2 separate regions of the Rattus norvegicus genome follow, and region 2 is linked to region 1. A link is a contact called in public Hi-C data. All regions are on one chromosome and are shown on one strand. The core of a region is the stretch at or near the end of the contact, and the rest is flanking DNA. Distances in the headings are between cores, read along the strand shown.

Region 1 (6,576 bases), core at 784-3,283:
GTGGCCCCTTGAGTGTATAAATCAAGCATGGTAGGCCCTACTTGAATCTTGCCCACAGTGGTTCCTATTTGCAGAACCAATTCTCTTGGGCTTCTGGACCACCCTCCAGATTTGCTGGCCCCACACTGTTGCCCTTATCTAAACAAGCTGACACACATGCACACTTGTAACATACACTCCCTACAAGACCTTCTCTGTTCCTTCTTTCTGCTTGTCTTTCTCTGCATCTTCTCCCAGAGCACCAGTGGGTCCTTGTAATCCCCTAGGCCCAAAGAAATACATCTAATCTTCCTCCTAGGGTTGCCCTGTGGTCCCTCAAGGACTGTTGCCAAACACTTCTCAAACACTATCCTTGCCCTTGGTACATGGTAGGCTCTTCTTAAAATGCAGTGCAAATATCAGCCTGTGTAACTCTCCCAGTGGCAGTTCTGGGTCGCTGCTCATGTTGGCCTGGTCTGCTTTAAAGGAAGCAGAGACACAGAAACAAGGCCTTTTCCCCAAGTCTGCAGCTTCTCAGACCAGGAGTGAAGATCTAAAGCTTGGGAGATGGTTCCTGTGTTCGTCAGCTGCGTCCTGCCCTCCTCTCTGGTAAGAAAAACAAAACAAAACAAAACAAACAAACAAAAAACAACAAAAGGAGCAAAGAAAAAAAAAGAATCTTAAAAGACCCCAGGCTTTTGACCATAGGTGCAGGGAATGGCGGTGGGGTGTGGGGGGCAGGTTGGGGGTGCCATTGCATAAGGGGCTTTCTACACCATTAGGCAATCTTCCTCCTTCTCCTCTGAGCCTAAACATCCTCTTTATTAAGAGGCTGGGCCAGTAGGGCCTGTCTTGTTTCCTTACGTCCCCCAATCACCATCCTGGGAAACAAAATTGACTATCTCTGAACTTCCAGCTCAGAAACTATCCAGTTAATAGAGGGTCTTGATTCCTCTTCCCTGCCTTGGTGCCCAGCCTTCTGCCAACTGACCAAGCACCTGACCCAGCTCAAGGAAATCCAGAGCTAAAGTACACTTTGCATCCTAGAGGCTCTGTCCTTTGGGAGTGGCTCTAACATCTCTCATCTTCCTCACTGGGGTCACTATTTGCAGCCCAGGCCTCTCCCAGCCCAGTGCTGCCTGGGCCCTCTCCACTCTCAATCTACTCTCCCTGATAGAAGGCCTCAGGTCAGACTCCTCCCTAGGGTCCAGCCCTACTCCTTTCCCTGCCACAGCATTCTTGCTGCTCTTCTCCCCCAGCGCGCCTTTACCAAGAGGCACTGAAGTCCTTCCTACACACACGCTATTTTTGTACCATCACTCTCTCCTTCCTCTCCCCTTCCCCCTGCATTTACTTCCTGGTTTTGCTTTACCTCGGGGCCAGCTAGGAAAGATTTGGGCCCCTAGAACCCATGCCCACGCGGAGGCCGACCTTCGGCTTTGGGACACACGGTCAGGGCCTCTTGGGGAGGGGCAGAAGGCAAACCTCCCCGCCCCCTCCACTCTCCACCCTTGCCAGCGCGCCTGCCGCCGGCAGCCTCTTGCCCACTGGAGACTAGAACTGACCCGGTGAGAGGCGGAGAACAGGGGCGATCGGCCGCCACTTTCCCAGTCCACCTTAAGAGGACCAAGTAGCCAGCCTGCCGCTCCGACCTCAGAAAAACAAGTTTGCGCAAAGTGGTGCGCGGCCAGCCTCTGGGCAGAGGGAGCGGTGCTTCCACCGCCTGGCAGCCCTGCGCGCGGCGGCGCAGGTCCGAGCGGCTGGCGGGGACCCGCACGGGCAGAGCGGGCTCGCGCAGAGCCGAGGCGGGCGGCGCAGCTCGCGGGGCGCACTAGGGCGCGGGCGGGAAGGTGCGGGCGCGAGGCGGGGGCGCTCGGCCGGGCCGCCCTCGCGCTGGCCTCGCGACGGCTCCGCGCAGCCCGCACTCGCTCTGCGAGCTGTCCCCGCTCGCGCTCGCTCTCCGTGCTCTGTCCCCGCTCCCTCTCCCTCTTCCTCTCCCCCTCTTTCCTTCTCCCTCGCTATCCGCTCCCCCGCCCCCGTGCCTCTGGCTCTGCGCCTGGCTCCCTCGGGTCCGCTCCCCTTTCCCGCCGGCCTGGCCCGGCGTCACGCTCCCGGAGTCTCCCCGCTCGGCGGCGTCTCATTGTGGGAGGGGGTCAGATCACCCCGCCGGGCGGTGGCGCTGGGGGGCAGCGGAGGGGGAGGGGCCTTAGTCGTTCGCCCGCGCCGCCCGCCCGCCTGCCGAGCGCGCTCACCGCCGATCTCCCTCCTTGCTCTGCAGCCGCGGCCCATGGAGCCCGCCGGCCCGGCCCCTGGCCGCCTAGGGCCGCTGCTGTTCTGCCTGCTGCTCTCCGCGTCCTGTTTCTGTGCAGGTAAGCACCCTCAGCTCCCACTGCCACCCTCCCCAAGCTGCGGGCTCAGGCTCCGCACACTGCCGCTCAGCTAATGTCGACAGATCCCTGTAACGGGGGTTACAGATGCAGAATTGAGGCCCAGAGAGGGTCAGCCACTTGCCCAAGGTCACATAGCCTAGGCTAGAAGCCGGGATAGAACTCTTCTTATCCGGATCTGCCTTGTGGACTGTGACTGGGTAGCCCTGCGCTGGGCTGCGGGGTATAGGAATGAGTTGGTTTACCATACCCCTTGCCCAACCTGAATGGGGAAGCAAGCTGGCAGTTGCTTTAGGCAGTAGGGCGCCTGGCTTCCCCATACGCTGCCTTGCTAGACTTGATTGGAGAGAGGTCGGGGCAGAGGTCCTCGCTCTCGCACTGCTGGGCTGTTGGGATGGGGAAGAGTGAGCTTTCGCTCTAGTACCAGAGAAAGCAGGGTTAGGGTTAGTGGAGGTGGAGACAGGAAGGGAGGCCTGAATAAGCCACAGACCCTTGGGAGACACGTTGGATTTACCTGTGGTGGGCACAGCCCTCCCTGGATGGTCTCCTCCCCGCTACCCCCCTGCCTTCCTTAGGCAAGCTTCCAGTAGCTCCCTGCAGTTCCAGCATGTACCTGTGGCTCTGAGCTTGTCTTCTTTGTTGGCCTACATCAAACACCTGGCTGTCTCCAGCAGGAGGGCTCTGAAGGCCGGTTGGCCAAGGAGTGAGGTCACCATTCAGGAGTCCTGCATCTTAAAGGGGTTTTGCAAAAATCCTGGGTCTGGTCTGGAAGGATATGGAGGCTAAAGCTGTACAGGGGAGGAGAGAGGGAGCCTTATTTAGTGTCTTCTTGGATTGGTGCTATGGACATAAGGGTCTCTGTACACCCTTCCTTTTTCCGGGAGGTAAATACGGTCTCAGCATCCCCTCCTCACCCACATTTGCCTGGAGCTTGGCACCTGATGGCAATGTAGAAGGAGGAAGAGAGTCAGCTTTAGGGAAGAGAGTCAGCTTTAGGGAAGAGAGAACAGCAGGGTGGGAAAAAGTGGGGTGTCCAGGAGCTCTCTCTGGGTCACAGTACCCCCAAAAACCCAGGCACCCACCAGGTGCTCCCCACCAAGTGCTCCCACCCCATTCACAGTTTTCAGTTACCCTTGGGTCCTTTCAGGGCCAAACGATGGATTTCACCTCTCTCCTGAGATCTGGTCTGCTTCCTCCTGCCTTACCAAAGTTCTAGCCCAACCCTGTCATGTTCCAGGGCTTAGGAATCTACGGGCATCTCTCCGAAGTGCAGAAAGCTGCGTCCAGGTTAATATCTAAATGTTTGTTCTGCATCTTTTTCTGACTAGGGCCCTATGGCAAATGAATAGTTAACAAGTGTTCAAACTAGCAGTCTGCCCTTCCTGGGCATGGGGTTGCGGTGGGGGGTTGGGGTTGGGGGGAGCGGGGGAATGATAACACCTTTCTTAAGAGCCATATCTACCCCCTTCCCTACCCTCACCTATCAAAACAGTCTATAAATGATAAAGATTGGACCTTCTGTTCCAATCCATTCAGCATCAATAACCTGAAAAAGTAGGAGCAGTGGAAGGGCATAGATTAACTTCATAGTAAGTCAGTCTTGGGAGGTGAGAATGAGATTCTCTGTGAGGAAGAGATGGTGCATGGCCTCGGAGCACCAGCCTCCCAGCAACCCACACATAGTCCCCTGGGGCTCAGCATCAAATTCACATCTTTGCCACAGGAAGTACTTTAGCTCCTACTGGACTCATCCTCCCTTGTCCAGGCTAGGGAATTTACAGCAAAGCAGAAGAGGAGGAGAGAAGGACAGACAGGTGGAAGGCAGCTGTAGGTAGGACAGAAGGAGAGACAGGTAGAAGGCAGTTGCAGGTAGGACAGAAGGACAGAGAGGTAGAAGGCAGTTGTAGGTAGGACAGAAAGACAGACAGATAGAAGGCAGATGTCCAGTTTTCTAGGAAAATGGATTTGTTTGAGCAAGAAACCCAAATATCAGCTTAGAAAAGACAGCTTTGGATTGAATGAGTGCTGTCTCTGGCAGAACTGTCATCCTGGGAGGTGTCATGTGATTGCTGGGCTTCACAAGATCACTGCTTGGGTGAAGGGAACTGGTCATGTGAATTATTGCCTCCGGGAGGCAGGAGAGGAAGTTTCTAAAGATTGCACTCGACAAATGATGCCAAAGGAAAATTCTAAAAAGATTCTGGTGAAGTCACCACCGTGGGTTCTTGCAGCCTGTGTAGGGGCTGACCCTGCTATTCTGAACCAACGGACGAACGACCGAGATGGCGGCAGGCCTCACACTCAGCCACAGGATGCTTTCCCAGCCCTGGCTGGGCCTGAGCCCTAGGATGGACTTCTTTGCTCTAGTAGGGTGTATCTGAGGGGAGTTGAGGTTCCAGCGTAGATGAACAGTGAGCCCCTCCAGCAAGCCTTGTGGCCCTTGGGTAGACAGCAGCATGCTGGTTACGCCTCTGTGTTTTCCTAAGCAGTATAGCTGATCTCACTTCCTCTTTCGTAGGAAAGGGGGTGGGATGGGGTTATCTGCTATGTCTAAAGTCCAGAGGCTTTTGGAAGGCTCACTGAAAGCTCAGTGTTCTCTGGGTGCTTGGTGCCCATTAATTATTCCTGCCCCCCCACACTCGAGCTGATTTTTAGAAGTCTTGACTGTGTGTTGAGAAAGGGAGACGAACCCGTGTATACTGAGTAGCTAGCTGCATTCCAGGCCCAGGGCTTTGTCCACACAGTCTCACTTACCAACCGTGTGCCGTTCAGCTCCTACTTGTGAGGTTCAGATGAGGAAAACTGAGTCCAAAGCTTGTCCCAGGAGTAAGCAGTAAAGGAGCCAGAATTCGGGATCCAGCGTCTGGTGAGAGGAATGAGTGACTTAGGAGTCTGCAGCCCACATTGGTTGGGGTGAGAAGAGCCACCTGAGGCTGAAGAGTTACAGGAAGGTTCTTGTCAGCAAAAGCTTTTGGTCAGGTCTCCCTGAAGTCCACTGAGTGTGGAACTGGTAGCCTCTTGGCTTCTTGGGGAGTGATGTGGTTTGAACAAGAGGCCCCATCTGGGCTGGGGAGCTCTGGATTCCCTAACACTGGAACGTTCCTCCCCGAATCTTGCCCTTTGCAACAGATGGAGAACAGTGGGCGAAAGGAAGGGAGTCTAAAAGTGCTGAGTGGATCCCACACACACCACCTCGCCACTTGCAGAGCCTGCGTGTGACAGTGTGTGACAGGTTATTTCTTATTTGTCATCATGGGCTGAGGGAAGAGGACCTTCCTTAACTATGTTCAGGTTCCTGGCTGTGGACTCAGCTCTGACTATGTCACCATGTCACTCCCCAGCTCAAAACTGGTGATGCCTTGGACCAAGTTTTCTTTAAAAGAAAGAAAGGAAGGTAAAGGAGGAAGGAAGGAAGGAAGGGAGGGAGGGAAGAAGGAAGGAAGGAAGGAGGGGAAGAAGGAAGGAAGGAAGGAAGGAAGGAAGGGAGGAAGGAAGGAAGGAAGGAAGGAAAGAGGGGAAGAAGGAAAGAAGGAGGGGGAGAAGGAAGGAAGGAAAGAAGGAAAGGGAAGAAAAGAACAGAACAGCAGGGCCTGGGTGTTCTGTCAGGCCTCAGTTACATGTTTCCCAATAGGCATACATGTTCATGTGCTGTGAGGTAACAGGGCCTCCTCATTGCACACTGAAGCCCAGGGGAATCCTATGTGGGAGACCCCCAAGCCGCTCCAGTGTGTTATGAACAAGGGTATTTGATTTATACAATATCTGTTAATATGCAAGCTAACCCAGTTTGGCTCTTGGGCAAATCCACGCCCCCAGCTAGCCTCTTATCTCTCTACTTTTGCTCCTGCTGTTCTGCCAAGATGACCTTTCCTGTACTTTCTTACCTCCCTTTGTCTGACTCCTCATCCTTCCAGGTTCCCTTTACTTGTCTCCTGCTCAGGGGAGCTAATTCCTCCGACCCGCTCCCATGATTTTATCTGTTCCTCTCTGAGGCTACTTATTACTCCTCCTTTGTTTTGTGACTGTGTGCACTGCGTGTTTAACTCTCGCATCTGCTTCTGCAGCCTCACTGACTATTAGCCTCACCGTGTACACACAACAGTGCCAGGACCCCCTGGGAGGCAGGTCTGGTTCTGCCACCTACTTGAACAATTTGCTGAACTTCCCTGGGTCTCCTTTTTCCTCACCTATAAACCAGAGATGTCATTAA
Region 2 (6,749 bases), core at 610-3,109, 39 kb after region 1:
CATAAAGGCATCCAGGAGTTAGCTGACCCAATAGTCAGAGTTGACCTCACTGGCCTAGCAAACCGTAACTTGTCTTTGGCCCAGCCATGGTCTTGGGCTGTCTTCTAATTCCAAAGGGTTGGTAGGTAAAGATCCATCCTCTTCCCCTCTGCCAAGAGACATCACGTGTGTACACACACACATGCGCGCGCGCACACACACACACACACACACACACACACACACACACACGGGTGTATAGGTGAGTTAAAAGGATGTCCTCGCTGACATCCTAATTTTGTCTTAAGTTTTTTTGGAGGGAGAAAGGAAAGAGGCAGGGAAGATACGTAGCTCTAGCTTTAGTCAGGCAGCCTGGGGGGATCCCCAAGCCTATGTATGGAACCCTGGTACGAAAGCGCCCTGTGAGGAGTGGGATTTCAGTTTTATCTGTAGACCAGATGAGAAGGAGAAAGGCCCCATTTTGTACATAGTTGCAACTTAAAATTTTTGGCTTGCAAAATATTTTTGTAATAAAGATTTCTGGGTAACAATGATGCCTTGGGGTGTTTCATTTTGTCTCTGAAGCTTTGTCCTTGGAGTCTGCCAGTTGCCTGTCCTCTGGGGCTGGGGGTGAGGAGGGAGTGTGCCAGGGCTTCAGAAAGTTCTGTATCACTTGGTCCTCTCTAGTTTTTACAGAGGCGGAGGTTCTGTTCCCTTGGCTCAGAGGGAGTCATGGCTGCATCGGTCGTGCTGAAAATTCAGACACAGACTCTCTCCACTGCCTCAGTGTCGTGGGGATCTAGACAATTCACCCAGCACTGGCTACCTGTGGGACCTTGGCTGTACAGTAGGGTTTAATTGTGCCCCCTCCCGAGGTTCCCTGGGAGAAAGAAAGGAATCCCCCATGCTACCTAGCAGGTCTGGATTAAGTTCAGTTGAGCTGTCCCACTCCACCTGCCCAATGGGGCTGATGACCCCATCTTAGGTTTCCATGGCTGCAGTGAAGCATGGTGACCAAAAGTGAGTTGGGGAGGAAAGGGTTTATTTTGCTAACACACATCACAGTTCATCATGGAAGGACAAGAACTAATGCTGAGATCATAGAGGAGTCCTGTGGCTTGGTGTTCTAACCAGACCCGGAGCCCCCAACCCCAGGAATTTATACGCCACCTTTAGTGTCCAGCCCCTAGACTGAGGGAGGCTTTTGTGCACCTTGTGTGTTAGCTCCCTGTCACTGTGACCAAACACCTGAAAGAACAGTAACTTAGGGCTCTAGGATTTAGAGATTTCTATCTGTGGTTAGCCGGCCCCATTCCTGTGGGCCTGTGGCAAGACAGAACATTATGGCAGTGGATGAGGAGTATGTCATCAGAGGATCCTTAGCAGGAAGAAGGGTTGAAAGTCAGGGCACACCCTTCAAATACAGCCTCTAGTTACGTGCTTCCTCCACTCAGGCCCCCCCTCACCTCCCACTAATGCCATCAAGTTAAGAATCTCAGTGGAAGAGCCTGTTGATTAGGCCATAGCCCTCGTGCTCCATCACCCTCCAGTGATTCCATCGGCCAGCTGGTGACCAAGCCTTCAGCATGTAAGTCATCTCATCGATGCAGTGTGCCTGAGAGTCCTGTGATCTCTCGCGTTCTTCAGTTCTTCACGGAATCTTGGCAGATGGGTGCTCTGGTGTCCATTTCACAGAAAAGGAAACGAGGCTCAGAGAGGCAAAGTGACCAACTCCTAATGGTTGAGTTAATAACTATTTCTCAAGCCCCTGCTTGGAAGCAGGCCGTTTGCAAAACTCTTGAGAATGCAGGGTTGACGAAAGATGGGCCACACCCATATGAGCTCATGGAGTGGGAGGAAGTGAGAGCAGCTGCCAGTCCTAACAGAGCACTGCTGAGCCTGCCCATGGCCTGCTTACAGAATGAGAACATCAGTCAGGGAACAAGGGTCCCCTGCAGGAGGGCAGCCCTGCTGCCAAGAGGAAATGGGTGCCCTCGGGCTTTTAAGAAAGGAATGTGAGGGCAAAAAAAGTCGAAGTTTGAGATACAGATTGTTAACATTCCCCAAGGTGCTAAACCAGACCTAGAGAGAACAAATTTACTAATTGGACATATATCATAGCTTTATAAAACCTGGTCCCTAATCAAACAGCATAAACAAACTCAGATGTCTTTCTTGTCAGGACTAACTAATCCTTTAGTAATGCTTTTAAACAGTGCTCTACTGTGGCAATGAGAAGAAACACTCCCTCCTTTCGCCTTCCTTCTAAGTTTGGGATACTTTTTTCCTTATCAGATGGAAATTCACAGGCTTTGCTAAGCCCGCATGAGTAAAGCAGCTCCCCAGACAGGAAATCCCCAAGATGAGATCTAAATATTGATAAGGATGAGTCAGGTTGTACAGGGGAGTCAGATCCAGGCAGAGGTCGGCCTTCCCTGCAGGTACTGAGCCCTACAGAACTGCACCCCCTTCCACAGTACTGTCCATCACCCCTGTACCCCATCAGCCTCCTGACAGATTCAAAAATGGGTCCCGGTCTTTGTACTTCGAAGCTCTGCCCAAAACACTTGCTTTCTCCTCGCCCTCCCATCTGGGGACTGGGCCTAGTTCATTTGTTATACATGCTATAGCTGTCTCGCCATTCTTTGGAGCCTGTATCACAGTGTGTAATTATACATGGACCAGGAGTTGGTTGATTAACATCCCTCTTCTACAGTGCCCTGGGTGCTGCCTGATAGTAAGTAGAGTGTTGGATTATGTTCCTTAACACAGTTCCCATGACCAGACCCTAGACAGCATCCAGCAAATACTGGTTTGAGAGGTGGGAGAATGGAGGAAAGAATGGGAAAATGGAGAATGAGCAGATGGATGAATTAATGATGGCTAGATAGATTGTCAGATGAAAGAATGGTTGGGTAAGAGGAGGCACGTATGAATGTATTATATACTATGTATGTATATATGTATGTATATATGTATGTGAGGAAAAACCAAGCAAGAAGAGAAAGGACATAGTTTGAAGCCTGCCTGGCATCTTAGGAACACTAAGATCCCTAACTGCCAGGTTAGGAATTAGATTCAAGCACTAGACCCCCTGACTTTTTCCATTGAGTTTCTCAGTCATTTGTCATGGTCCTGGGTCCATTTTCCCAACTGGCAAGGAGCCAGTGACATTTATCTAAGCCCTGGATGCCTCTTCTTGGGAAGCTGGGGCTATCCATAGAAAACAGGATGAAAGAATACAGCCATATTCAAATAAACCCAGGAAACACTTTAAAGGGCATAAAGATAAATATTTGAGTTGATAGGTTAAACATGATACTAAATAAAAGACATATTGTTGTGACTGAGGAGACAACCTAACCATTAAGGGCACTTGGTCTTGCATAGACCAAGCCATCAGTAGCCCCAGTTCTAGGGGATTTATTACCCTCCTCCTACCTCCATGAGAACTAAGCATGAACTTAGTGCACATAGACACTGTGCACTCAAGTGCATAGATACTCATACACAATAAATAAATAAATAAATAAGAGGTTTTAAAGAAAGAAATTAATAAGATTTTTTCACTTTGCTAAAACCATAGACTAAAATCCAAATGGTCCAAAAATTTAGATGTAAGTGCTGACACTATAAAGTTCATGTAAGAAAACACAGAAGGGAGACTTAATGACTCTGAATGTAACAGTGACATTTTTGATATAATACAAAACTCCAGACAACAAAAAGAATAAAGCCATAATTTGGGCTTCATCAAAATCAATAACTTGCTAGACATCATAGCACAAACCTTTAATCCCAACATTGGAAGGCAGAGGCAAACAGATCTGTGAGTTTGAGGCCATCGTGGTCTACATGGTGAGTTAAAAGACATCCAGGATTGGATAGGAAGATCCTATGTCAAAAAAATTAAACATTTATGTTCACCAAAGGACACTATTAACAGAAGTCAACCTATTTATTGCAAGAAAATAGTTACAAGTTGTGTATCTGCTAAAAGGTTAGTATATAAAAATGTATAAAGAACTCTTAAGACTCAGTAATAAAACTTTACACATCCACCTTCATGGCCCAGCCCAAAAAATCTCATGACTTCCCTCTTCTTGTCTTCTCTAAAACCTGCCAGATTTTGGCCTCATACCTAGTGGCCCAGCCTAATCTAACCATGCCCTCCTGCAATGCAGTCAACATAGATTTCCACCAGGACCTTCCTACCTATAACAACCCACAGATCTCTTACAACCATCCTATCCACTCAGACAGACCACTTCCTTCTCCAGGATCTAGCTGCTGAGTCTCCCTGACCTCCCCATTCATGTATTTGCCACAACCACACAAATCTAGTCTGAGGACCACCTTGCCTGCACTACAAATGACCTCTATGCTTCAGCCAAGACCTGCCCTACCTATTCCCTAAACCTAAGGACCCTCCCATACAATATCTAACCTTCCCACCTAGCCGAATGCGCCCCCAAAGTTCAGGCTTGTACCAGGAGCACATACCGTACAGTAGCCCAGTCCCCTCCATGCAAGCCATGGAGGACTTCATTCCATCCAAGTCATTTCCAACTTCTAGACCCAATGTCTCCACCCACCCAACATCCTCTCTTCAGCCCCAACCTGTTCTGTACACAACAGACTAAGAATTAAGGATAAAAAAGTCCACATGCCCAGACTTTATTGCAAAAATACCAAAATACCAATAATAATGATAATAATAATAATAATAATAATAATAATAATAATAATAATGTAAGTCAAAATTTTCTCTGTAGTGCTATGGAGATGTCTACCAATGAGGATTTTCTACATGAACCCCAGGAGACAAAATTTAAAAGAAAAATCATAAACTTCACCAAAAATTGAAGGAGTTTAAAGAACACACACACACACACACACACACACACACACACACACACACACAGTGAAATTAAGTAGAAAGAAATGAATGTGGCTAAATCTCTCATTCTGCAGACTGCTCAGGTGTAGGTCTCTGTGTTAGTTTCCATCTACCAGAAGAGGAGGCTTCTCTGATGTTGGCTGAACAGGGCACTGATCTATGGGTAGAGCACCGTAGCCTTAGAAGCAAGGTTTTATTGCTAGGTTTTAGAACAGCAATGGTATGTGTTTTCTGTAGGCCTATGACCTATCCATTCTTAAATTCTTGGGTACCAATGGTGTAAGTCATGGATTTCATCACATGGTATGGGTCTTGAGTCTACTCAGAGCGTGGATGGCTACTCCTATGATATTTGTACCCACTATTGCACTAGCATTGATTTGAAAAAAAATCAAGGATTAGAGTACATTGTATGAAAGGTTTTCAATAAATAAAAAAGAGTTTAAAGAGGAAGAACTTAGTAAATATAAATGACTGAGTGATGGAAAAATTACAACCCCCCAAAGATAACAGATGGAATGATAATGACAACTAATCTTGACAGTAATCTTGAAGAGGCCCTGAGCTGAAGGGAAGGTGGAACTAAGAAACCCAATGATTTAATTGGAAAACTCGAAGTCTTAGAAATACTCAAATATAATATAGACTATCAGGACTCAAAGATAGTAAAGGATCTAGGAAGCAAAAGAGGAATATGATATAATTGAAAGCTTAAGAGAAAACACAAGTCACATAAAAGTCTGATGGGAAAGTCCATCAGAAGAACTGATTTCTCAATGGAAACTTTGAAAGCCAAGAGCAACAAATTCCAAGTTCTAATACCTGTCATGACCAACATGGATTGATATGTCCAGAAAAACTATCTGCAAAAGTTGAAGGAGAGAGACAAGCTTTTTACAATGTAAATACAAATTACAGTCAACAAACCAGAGCTATGGAAAATACAGGAAATATTCATTCAGTGAGAAGAGAGGAATGAACACAGCAGAGAGACCCCAGGAAGAACTATGAAGCCATGATTATTAAAGCAAAAATAATCACCGAGAATATAAACCACCTCAAAAGTCAATGACACAAGGACCATAATTACACACATTTCAACAATAACTTTAAATATCAGTGGCTTCAATTCTCCAATCAGAAGACACAGGCTGACTGAATGAATCAAGAAACAAAATCCATCCGTTATCTAAGACAAACACGCCTTCAATTTAAAGTTGGGCTCTGCCTCAGAGTCAAAGGATGGACAGCGCTCCAACGAAAGGGACCAGGAACCAAGCAGGCATTGCTAGCCTAACACATGTCAAAATAGACTCCAAGTAGAGCTAATAAGAAGAGATGAAGAGAGACGCTGTATTCTAAGCAAGGGACAGTTAGCTACAAATGCTTCAACATACATGCACCAAATTCTAGGGCACACAGTTTCGTAAGAACATCTTATACTAGATTATTCAAAGACACAGATTAACACCAATCCATTGACAGAGGTGACATCAATACCCCATTTTCTCTAATACACGAATCATCCAAACAAAAAATAATTAGAGAATCATCGGATTTTTTTTTAACATCAAATGGACTTAGCAGATATTTATAGACTATTCTCTCCAAACACCGAAGAATACACATTCTACTCCCCACTACGGGAAGCTTTTCTAAAATAGACCACATCCTGGAAGACAAAGCAAATATTTACAAATTCAAACAGATACAAACCACTGCTTGTATACGATCTGACCACAATGCAACAAAACTGACAGCAGGGAAAAAAAAAAAAACCTAGTAATACACCAACTCTCGGAGATTAAATAACTCATGATTGAATGATGAATGAATCAAAGACATCAAGGAAGAAGAAATTTCCTGGAAC

The links. Hi-C and Micro-C count contacts between places; a contact is called where the count stands out from the background.
Region 2: a contact with region 1 is called in a Hi-C map of mammary epithelial cells, with 1.8 times the contacts expected there. The contact joins the enhancer-like site here to the promoter of Sirpa in region 1. A contact is called at or near these places in 2 of 12 Hi-C or Micro-C datasets (hepatocytes and mammary epithelial cells).

Annotation. Positions count from the first base shown.
Region 1 is chr3:137,271,521-137,278,096 of GRCr8, forward strand. Sirpa (signal-regulatory protein alpha) reads left to right here and starts at 2,034. Exons shown (of 8, transcript NM_013016.3): 1 at 2,034-2,348. The coding sequence starts at 2,267.
Region 2 is chr3:137,310,747-137,317,495 of GRCr8, forward strand. Sirpa (signal-regulatory protein alpha) reads left to right here. Exons shown (of 8, transcript NM_013016.3): 8 at 1-533. Among named protein-coding and RNA genes, the nearest start is that of Sirpa, 41 kb to the left of the region's middle. Within about 2 kb of position 1,860, at least 31 of the 93 cell types and tissues checked have an H3K27ac peak or open chromatin away from gene starts, as enhancers often do.